Linked DNA regions of Gossypium hirsutum: regions 1 and 2 are each linked to region 3. Evidence: chromatin contacts called from public Hi-C data. All regions are on one chromosome and are shown on one strand. Each heading gives the region's core, a stretch centred on a gene start, on an enhancer-like site or on the middle of the called end of the contact. The rest is flanking DNA. Distances are from core to core; before and after follow the strand shown. Region 1 holds the start of LOC107927733 (copper-transporting ATPase RAN1). Region 2 holds the start of LOC107927708 (urease accessory protein D). Region 3 holds the start of LOC107935860.

Region 1 (2,700 bases), core at 107-2,606, 370 kb before region 3:
TTAGATCAACAATGAACATCACTCAAACTCACTCAAATTTTGCTAGTCTGGTACCATGTTCAAAATCTCACTCTGCCAAACAAAGAACTGAACTATGAACAATAGAAAAGATAACCAGAGAACAAAATAGGGTCTACTTCTTTTGTTGATAAGACTAATAATCTTATAATGATGAGACTGATTTTGATACTTATACAAAAAGTTTAGGAGCTGCAAAGACTAGTCAATGCTAATAAAAATCCTACACTGACTTTCTCTACAGCTAACTAACAGAAACAAATAGAAAGACAACAACTTAGTAACTAACTACAAGAAATTGAAATACAATTTACCTAAGCTAATACAACACATGCTAATACGATTGAAAGATGTACGAAGATGTAGCTTAAATTTCAAACCAAACCTAGTTTGTTTAGTACGAAGTATGAAGTACAAACCAATACATACAACATATAACTTGATTGATGCCAGATTATTTCCTTCTTCCCCACAATCAACTATAATTTGCTTTATGGCAAGAACAGGTATTTATTAGTTTCATCTCTTAAATCTATTGATAGATTAAGTTAAATCTTATTTAAAATATTTTAAATTAAATCTGATTCAATTTAATAAATAAGAATATTACAAATTGAAATAACATTTAAAAGTTGATATAATCATAATTTTAGTCCTCAATTTTTACATTTTTAAACAAAAATTTCACTCTTATTATTATTTTAAATTAAATTTGACCATTCTTCTTCTTTTGAAAGTCAATTTTTTTAAAAATATAAATGTTGATACATGAATCACATATGAATTACCATACAAATTAACATATTTAAAAAAATTAACATTTTAGTCTACATTTTCATCAAAAAGAAGTAAATAAATTATTTTTTGAAAAAATAATGGTTAAGGTTGACTCCTATTTAAAGGGTTGAAGTTGAAATTTAACTAAAAAAGAAAAAAGGACCAAATTGATAAAAATATAAATAATAAGTGAAAATTCATAAATCCTGTGTAAGCAAAGCTGAAACTATATATGGATAATGGATAAATGTGTGTAGAAAATTGTTGTAAGAAACGGAAAACGAAGAAAAAGGGGGAAATTTGTTGATGTTATAACCAAAACGGATGGGAGCATGAAGGTTGGTTTTGTAATTAAAATAGTAGGATCAAGTTAGGGAGTTAATTTGATCGGTGAAAACTGAAATAGAAATAGATTAGGTGAAGCAGCCTTGACTTGCCCTGGCAATGACAGGGCCCCACAACCTGTTGTGTAGTGCAACTCTAACACTGTTCGCAAGTACAAAGCGGTCTAACGGTAATTCCATATATATTGCAAGGGCAATTTGGTAGTTTGGTGGAGCCAGGCAAGCCAACCCAAAGTTTCTAGTTGAAAAATTGCTGTCTCCACCATCTCCCTCGGAAATCTCTCCCAACACATTTTCTCTCCAATATATCTTTTTTTCTTTCTTTCTTTCTATATATACATAAACAAATCTCCTCTCCTTTCCCTCTGATTTGTTCTCTGCGTCTCTGCCTTTTCCTCTTTCCTCAAATTTTCACCTCTTTTCATTTCCTTTCTTTCTGTACCCTAATGTCGCCGGGCTCGAGGGACCTGCAACTCACGTCGCAGGCGGCCGGCGTCTGGAGATCCACGTATCCCTCGTCGGTACGCGCTGATGATCCCGACGACATGGAAGAAGGTACTCGACTCTTAGATTCATACGAAACAGGAGATTATAAGTTGGAAAGTATTGAAGAAGGTAGTATGCGGAGAATTCAGGTCACTGTAACGGGGATGACGTGTGCCGCCTGCTCCAATTCCGTCGAGGCTGCTTTGAAGAGCATCAATGGGGTTTTAAGAGCATCCGTGGCTTTGTTGCAGAACCGTGCTGATGTTGTTTTTGATCCTAATTTGGTTAAGGTTACTGCTCTTTCTTCCTTGATCATTATTTTCAAACAGAATTACGCTTGTCGGGTTTGCTTCATTAGATAATTTTAGCTTCGTTTCTTTTATTCCGTGTTTGACTTTGTGATTATGGTATTGGATTTGTTTAATTACAGAAGATTGGCTTAATTAATGTTGGTTGAGGTCGACAAGCTACTCTCTTCATTTATTTGCCTAAGTTGATTTTAATGCGTGATTTTTTTCCCACACTTTTGCTAAAGTATAGTACTGTTTGCTATTTGTCTTGGAGCTTTTCCGCATTTTAATTTTCATAAGCTATATTGACTATTATGCCTCTAAATATTGCATTTGAAATCTGATTTTTCACGGTGTCTTATCTGTAAATGTGGCTAGTTCTGTATAAGAATGATCATGAATATGACTTTTAGTCAATGTTTCGTCATGGTTTCTACCATTTGCATTGTGTAAATTATTAGTTTCTCAAGTTTACAGGATCCAAAAACATCTTTTTGATGATTGCTGATGTTTAATCCCTCTCACTCTAAACAAACACACAAGGCATCACATGTTTTGCTGCATCTATGGTATTTGCTCTTCTTCCGGTGTTGTAATCATGGAGAAAATGTTTTGCGTCAGTCTATGGGTATTTTATTTTTAAATACATGGAGGAGGAGATTTGTTCTATTGCTTCACCGATTCTCTGTCATGAGGTACATATTTGGCTGAAATGCAACATTTCAATAGCTGCTGTTCCCCCCCCCCCCTCTTTTTTTTATCTATACGACACAGATTAAGTGTTC
Region 2 (2,700 bases), core at 93-2,592, 420 kb before region 3:
GTGGCTCCCAAGTATACAGAGAAGGGACTTGAGATCCTCCGTGGAAAATCAAAAACATTGAGGATCCTTGAAGCAAAGAAGAATGAGAAAGGGAAGCTCTCCTTACGACAGGTTGGTGGTGGGTGGTTAGCCCAGGATTCAGATGACTTGACCCCCCAAGATATCCAGTTCAATGTGGTATCTGAGAAGAAGCCACAAGATAATGAGCTTCGTGATGCAGAATTTGCATGGCTGTGTGTCAAGCATGTCAAAAGCAATGCTATTGTAATAGCAAAGGTTTGAACTTTCATTTTGTTAGGAAATTCAGTACTGATTAAAATGGTGCTTAGTAATCTTGTTGGCCTGGAGATCCTTATGATAAATATGTACCCTTCCTCTTCCAAAAAAAATGTTTGGATAAAACAGCCATGAAAAGAAAAGCTTAGTATGATGAGATTTGATGACCCTTTGACATTCGCTCATCAGGACAACCGTATGTTGGGTATGGGAAGTGGGCAGCCAAACCGTCTGGAGAGCTTGAGAATAGCTTTGAGGAAAGCAGGAGATGAGGTCAAGGGAGCTGCTTTGGCTAGTGATGCATTCTTTCCATTTGGTAATTACTACCTTGAAAAGTTTTGTGCTCCTTATTGTTTTTAAGATCCAATTTCATAGGCACACAGACATGCAAATAAATACTGAAAACGTCTCAAGTAATGGACCTGTATGCAGGCATTCAATCTAGTAATGATTCTTTTGTTTATATGACCTGTTACCTAACAAAGATGTGTTTTTCTATTAATAGCTTGGAAAGATGCAGTGGAAGAAGCTTGTGAAAGTGGTATTGGAGTGATTGCAGAGCCTGGTGGGAGCATTAGAGATGGGGATGCTGTGGACTGTTGTAACAAGTATGGAGTTTCATTGCTTTTCACAAAAGTGAGACACTTTAGGCATTGATGCAATTTCATTTTTGCCTTCATGGGTTCAACTTGTGCTCTAAGGGGAAGAGTAGTTGCGGGAGGATGCAAGCGAATGCTGCCGCAATGTCGTGCAATTTGTATGGCTGTAATCTTCACAAATAAGAAACGTTTGTGTTTGTATTTAAATTTTAGACGATGAACCCTGCATTTTTGCAGTGCATATTTTTTGCTCTTCTGAGCTTGCCAAAATAATAGAAATAAGAGATCTTAATATAGATTGTCCTCAATGGATCACTGGCATAAGAAAAAACCAACACGGCCAACTGCATATTCTTGGTCCTGCATCCGTTCATCAAATCAAATGATTCTTTCAGTCGAAGAGAAATCACTATAGGTTTACTTTAATTCAGTTTTCCACAACACAATTTCCAAATTGAACTAGCACCCACTTCTCAAGAGTGATAAAATTAGTCAAAACCATCTGCAGATGAATACCTCAAGTAGACGTAAATCTAAAGCAAGGATCTTTTGTACCGAGCACTTGACAGAGCTTTTTTGAGTTTGGGCTTTTAACTTTAAAACCCTCCATAGAACTTGGGTTAGAGTGTTCCACACAAAGCAGCCTGCCCTCTAACAAAGCCCAATGAGTATTTGTAATAGAGTGTTCCTTTGTTATGGGGTTGGGAAATATGGAAGTAGAAAATGGAAATGGAGAAGGGAAAGGTTGTAGTGGAGAAGGTGAGAGGAAAGTCAACAGTGATAAGAAGCTTCTCAAAGTATCCACTTAAATTCATTATCCCAAGAAAGGTTTTCTCTCTTCTTATATTACAACAGATAACTAACAAGTCTTTTTGTTTATTCTCTTCAACTGAAGCTGATGATTGGTTGATTCCTCAGGTTGGTTCTTCCATTACCGATGCTGTCTGGATTTACAGCCTCACCTATGGCGGTGGCATTGTCTCCGTATTCTCTCGTAACTCAGACATCAATCTTTCTATCATTTCTTTGTGTTTTCGGGGGGTTGTGAATTTGTGTATCGTTGTCTTTGTCAGGGGGATTCTATTTCAGTTGAATTTACAATTGGAGATGGCTGCACTGCTGTTCTTACTACCCAATCCTCTACAAAGGTCTGATCTTTATCTGATGAGATCACATATTGGTGCACTACAAATTGGGTTTTTACCGCATTGGTTTCTTAACATGGTTCCACCTGTGTTGTGGTATTAGGTCTACAAATCTTTGGGATCCAAGTGTTCTGAACAAGTCTTGGAGGTAACTATCCTTCCTTAGTTATGACCCACATGCTAATGCAGACTGATGCATAACCACTAATTTACGCTAACATCTTATCTTGGGTGAGACCTTTTATAAAAAAAGGTTCTACATTTTGACTGTGTTTAGATAAATGGTTGCGGTGGAAATGGCTAAGTTTTGCTTTGCTATGCAGTAGGCAAGAATTGGTAGTGGTGCTCTATTTGTAGTCATTCCGGATCCAGTAACATGTTTTTCCACAGCAAGATATTCTCAGAAACAGGTCTTCAGAGTGGTGTCCGACTCAAGTTTGATCATTGTAGATTGGTTTACAAGCGGCCATCATGAGAGTGGGGAGAAATGGGATTTTGAACTTTATCGGAGCAGCAACTGCATATTTGCCGAAGGCAATCAACCTGTCTTTCTTGACACCGTAATATTCTCATTATCACCTCTAGTTGTAATGCTAATCTGTTTATGATCATGATGCATTAAAGAAATGGTGGCCTCTGATGTTCTCGTAATGTGTTAATCTCTCTTTTTTTCTTTTATT
Region 3 (2,700 bases), core at 188-2,687:
CATAATTATTAGTTTAGTTAAAAAATTATGAAAATTACTAATAAAACTACAAATTTAATATGAAATTCTAGCACGTGGGATTGCAAACCTCAAGTTTGTCTATGAAGAGCAGATCTAATTGCGTTAGTGTGTATAATTGATTTCTTCTATTTAATACTAATTGATAGGGCCTAATTGGTAAATATTACAAGATCTTGTGCATTGGAATCCACGGTTATGGACCCATATCCATTAGTACGAAACATTTTCTTTTCCAAGTGAAATCCCCTAATATATGAAAGAGTGAAAAAAGTGATATTCGTTGTTGTGGAATAGGAAGTCTTCGTATATTAATACATGTATTTAATTTATTTGGGACCATTAGAGTGGGATCCACTTTTTGGGGAATATAAGTCGTAGCAATAACAAGAATATTTCTAGTAGAACATCTTTCACAGTCTTTGAAGAGATAGTTCACTAATAGACCGATGGATAAGTAATTTGCCTCTTTCACATCTAGATTATGAATGTTTAGAATCCATATTATGTAAGGAGACATTGCTTTTGGTAGTTCGAATTGGAAAGTAATATAAAATTGGTCTATTTTCGATATCATATCCATAATTAATACATTCATCATAGTTAGAAGTTTTAGACACATTCTGTAATGTCTTTCACTCTGAAATCATTTTTCTATCAAATTATACATTTATTTTGACAAGAAAAAAAATTGAATAAATATACTAGACATGAAAACAGAAAAGGAAAATTATGAGATGTGATGGTTGCTCACTTTATTCATTAACTATGATATTAGGAGTTCAATTTTTACCTAAGAAAATGAAACACGTTTCATGACTTTTATCTTTTTAAAAAATACTCGCAGCTAGAGGATTAGTTACCATGAACACCTTAGTTTCAACATAAAATAAAGAAAAGAATACCAACCATGAGTGAGTCGTCAGCAAAGCTTGTGTAATCTGGAACATTTGCCGGACTTGGCGATCGATAAATCTTAGCCCACAGGATTTGGCCAGGGGTAAATGAGCCCATAAAGCAAAGCTTGAAAAACACGGCCTACTTTACTCTCCATTTCAGTAACAGCCGTCGAAACTGTTTTTGGATAGTTTAGCACTATAATAAAACTGAAAATTAAAATATCAAAGAATTATTTTAAATGATTAAATATTTTTTAAAACATCAAAATTTAATTTAAGAAAAATATAAAATTAAGATAATCGAAATCATAAATTGTTCGCACAGCACTGACCAATTTCAGTCTCACCAACCCATAACCGTCCGTCTCTCACCGCGGGACCCACACCACCTAGATGAACACGCACAAACAAGTGCTCCGTGCATTCTACGCGGTCACCCTGTGCGTCGAGGGCCAAATTGCCGACGTTTTCAAGCAAATTGTAAAATAAAAGGAAGTTAAAAGAAGGGAAAAGAAAAGATTAAAAAAATAATGATTGCCGTGTCGAAAAGGTCGTAAAGAGGCAAAATTTTATAGATCTAGAAAAATACAAAAGAAAAATAAATAGAAAATTTAATAATAGTAAGATCAAAACCAACATATAAGAAAAAAGAAAAAAAGAAAAAGAAAAAGGACATGATAGAGGGAGAAAGAGAGACGACTCTCTAATCACAATCTTCGACGGAGTAAATGAGCGAATTTTAGAGAGAGAAAGTTAATAATCTTCTCCTTTGCTGCTTAAAAGTTCACAGCTTTCCCTTCTTGAGGTAAACATACTCTTTTATTTATTTATTTTATGGATTAGTGTGAGATTTTAGTAAAGTTTATAGCCTTCAATCTGTTTATGGTTTTCAGTTCCGATTCGAATTTATATTTCGATTTGGTTATAGGCGTGGTGATGGTTCTATTTGTACAGAAGTATAGTTTTTTTTAGTGTCTGATCAGTGCTGGAGAGAATATTTAGAGTTCTTTTTTTTTTTTAAAGATTAGACTGCCGACTCTCACTGCATGTTATTATTACTACTTAATTTCGATGTTGTCATTTCAACCATATAAATTATTTGTTTTATCATGGATTTAAGTAAATCGGTATTCAAGTTGGATTTGCCTTGTATGGGATCACACTTTGTGGGATTGATTTAAGTAGTTTCGTGGAATGTTTGTTTGATCTGCACCATTTCCTTCGCATATTTTTCTTGGAATCCGCGTTATTTATAATTCATGTTTAGGGTTCTAGATTTGCTTCAGATGCATTATAACTACTGCTTTGTATCTTCGATTCTTTTGTTTAACTTTGCCCCCCCCCAAAAAAAAAAAGTCTCAGATGTATGATTCAGTTGAAATGTTTTTTACAGCTTCAATTCTGTTCTCTGTTGCGTTAAAAGTTTTATTGAAAGTTGTTAGAAGGTGAGAATCCTAACAGAAAATTAACTTCAAAAATTCTATTATGAGGTTCTCAATTAAATTTAGGGTATTTGTGCTAAATATATGGTATGATCCAAGTGCAAGAATTACTTCTCCCGAAAAATTAGACTGGGTTCATTTATCTTGAAAAATATTGTGCTCTTTATAAGTTGTGGTTTGTATTTAATTCCATTTATGTGCATCAATATAATAATGCAATGCTTGATTGACCTTGTTTGTGAGGTTATTGTCTTTTAAACAAATTGGTTATTTATTAGTGTGGACGGTGTTGTTTCTTAAAATAGTTTATTGTAGTGGAATGGCAGTGCTAGTTTTTTCAT

What was found. Hi-C and Micro-C count contacts between places; a contact is called where the count stands out from the background.
Region 1: a contact with region 3 is called in a Hi-C map of hypocotyl, with 4 times the contacts expected there. The contact joins the promoter of LOC107927733 here to the promoter of LOC107935860 in region 3. A contact is called at or near these places in 4 of 34 Hi-C or Micro-C datasets (hypocotyl, leaf and petal).
Region 2: a contact with region 3 is called in a Hi-C map of leaf, with 2.0 times the contacts expected there. The contact joins the promoter of LOC107927708 here to the promoter of LOC107935860 in region 3. A contact is called at or near these places in 3 of 34 Hi-C or Micro-C datasets (all in leaf).

What each region holds. Positions count from the first base shown.
Region 1 is chrA12:9,726,304-9,729,003 of Gossypium_hirsutum_v2.1, reverse strand. LOC107927733 (copper-transporting ATPase RAN1) reads left to right here and starts at 1,356. Exons shown (of 9, transcript XM_016858837.2): 1 at 1,356-1,915. The coding sequence starts at 1,586.
Region 2 is chrA12:9,779,765-9,782,464 of Gossypium_hirsutum_v2.1, reverse strand. LOC107927708 (urease accessory protein D) reads left to right here and starts at 1,342. Exons shown (of 8, transcript XM_016858823.2): 1 at 1,342-1,703; 2 at 1,794-1,859; 3 at 1,949-2,023; 4 at 2,124-2,168; 5 at 2,425-2,580. The coding sequence starts at 1,599. LOC107927686 (bifunctional purine biosynthesis protein PurH-like) reads left to right here. Exons shown (of 12, transcript XM_016858798.2): 10 at 1-276; 11 at 466-592; 12 at 782-1,171. The coding sequence ends at 933.
Region 3 is chrA12:9,357,017-9,359,716 of Gossypium_hirsutum_v2.1, reverse strand. It overlaps LOC107935860, which reads left to right and starts at 1,437. Exons shown (of 10, transcript XM_041082651.1): 1 at 1,437-1,722; 2 at 2,311-2,362. It also overlaps the pseudogene LOC107922147.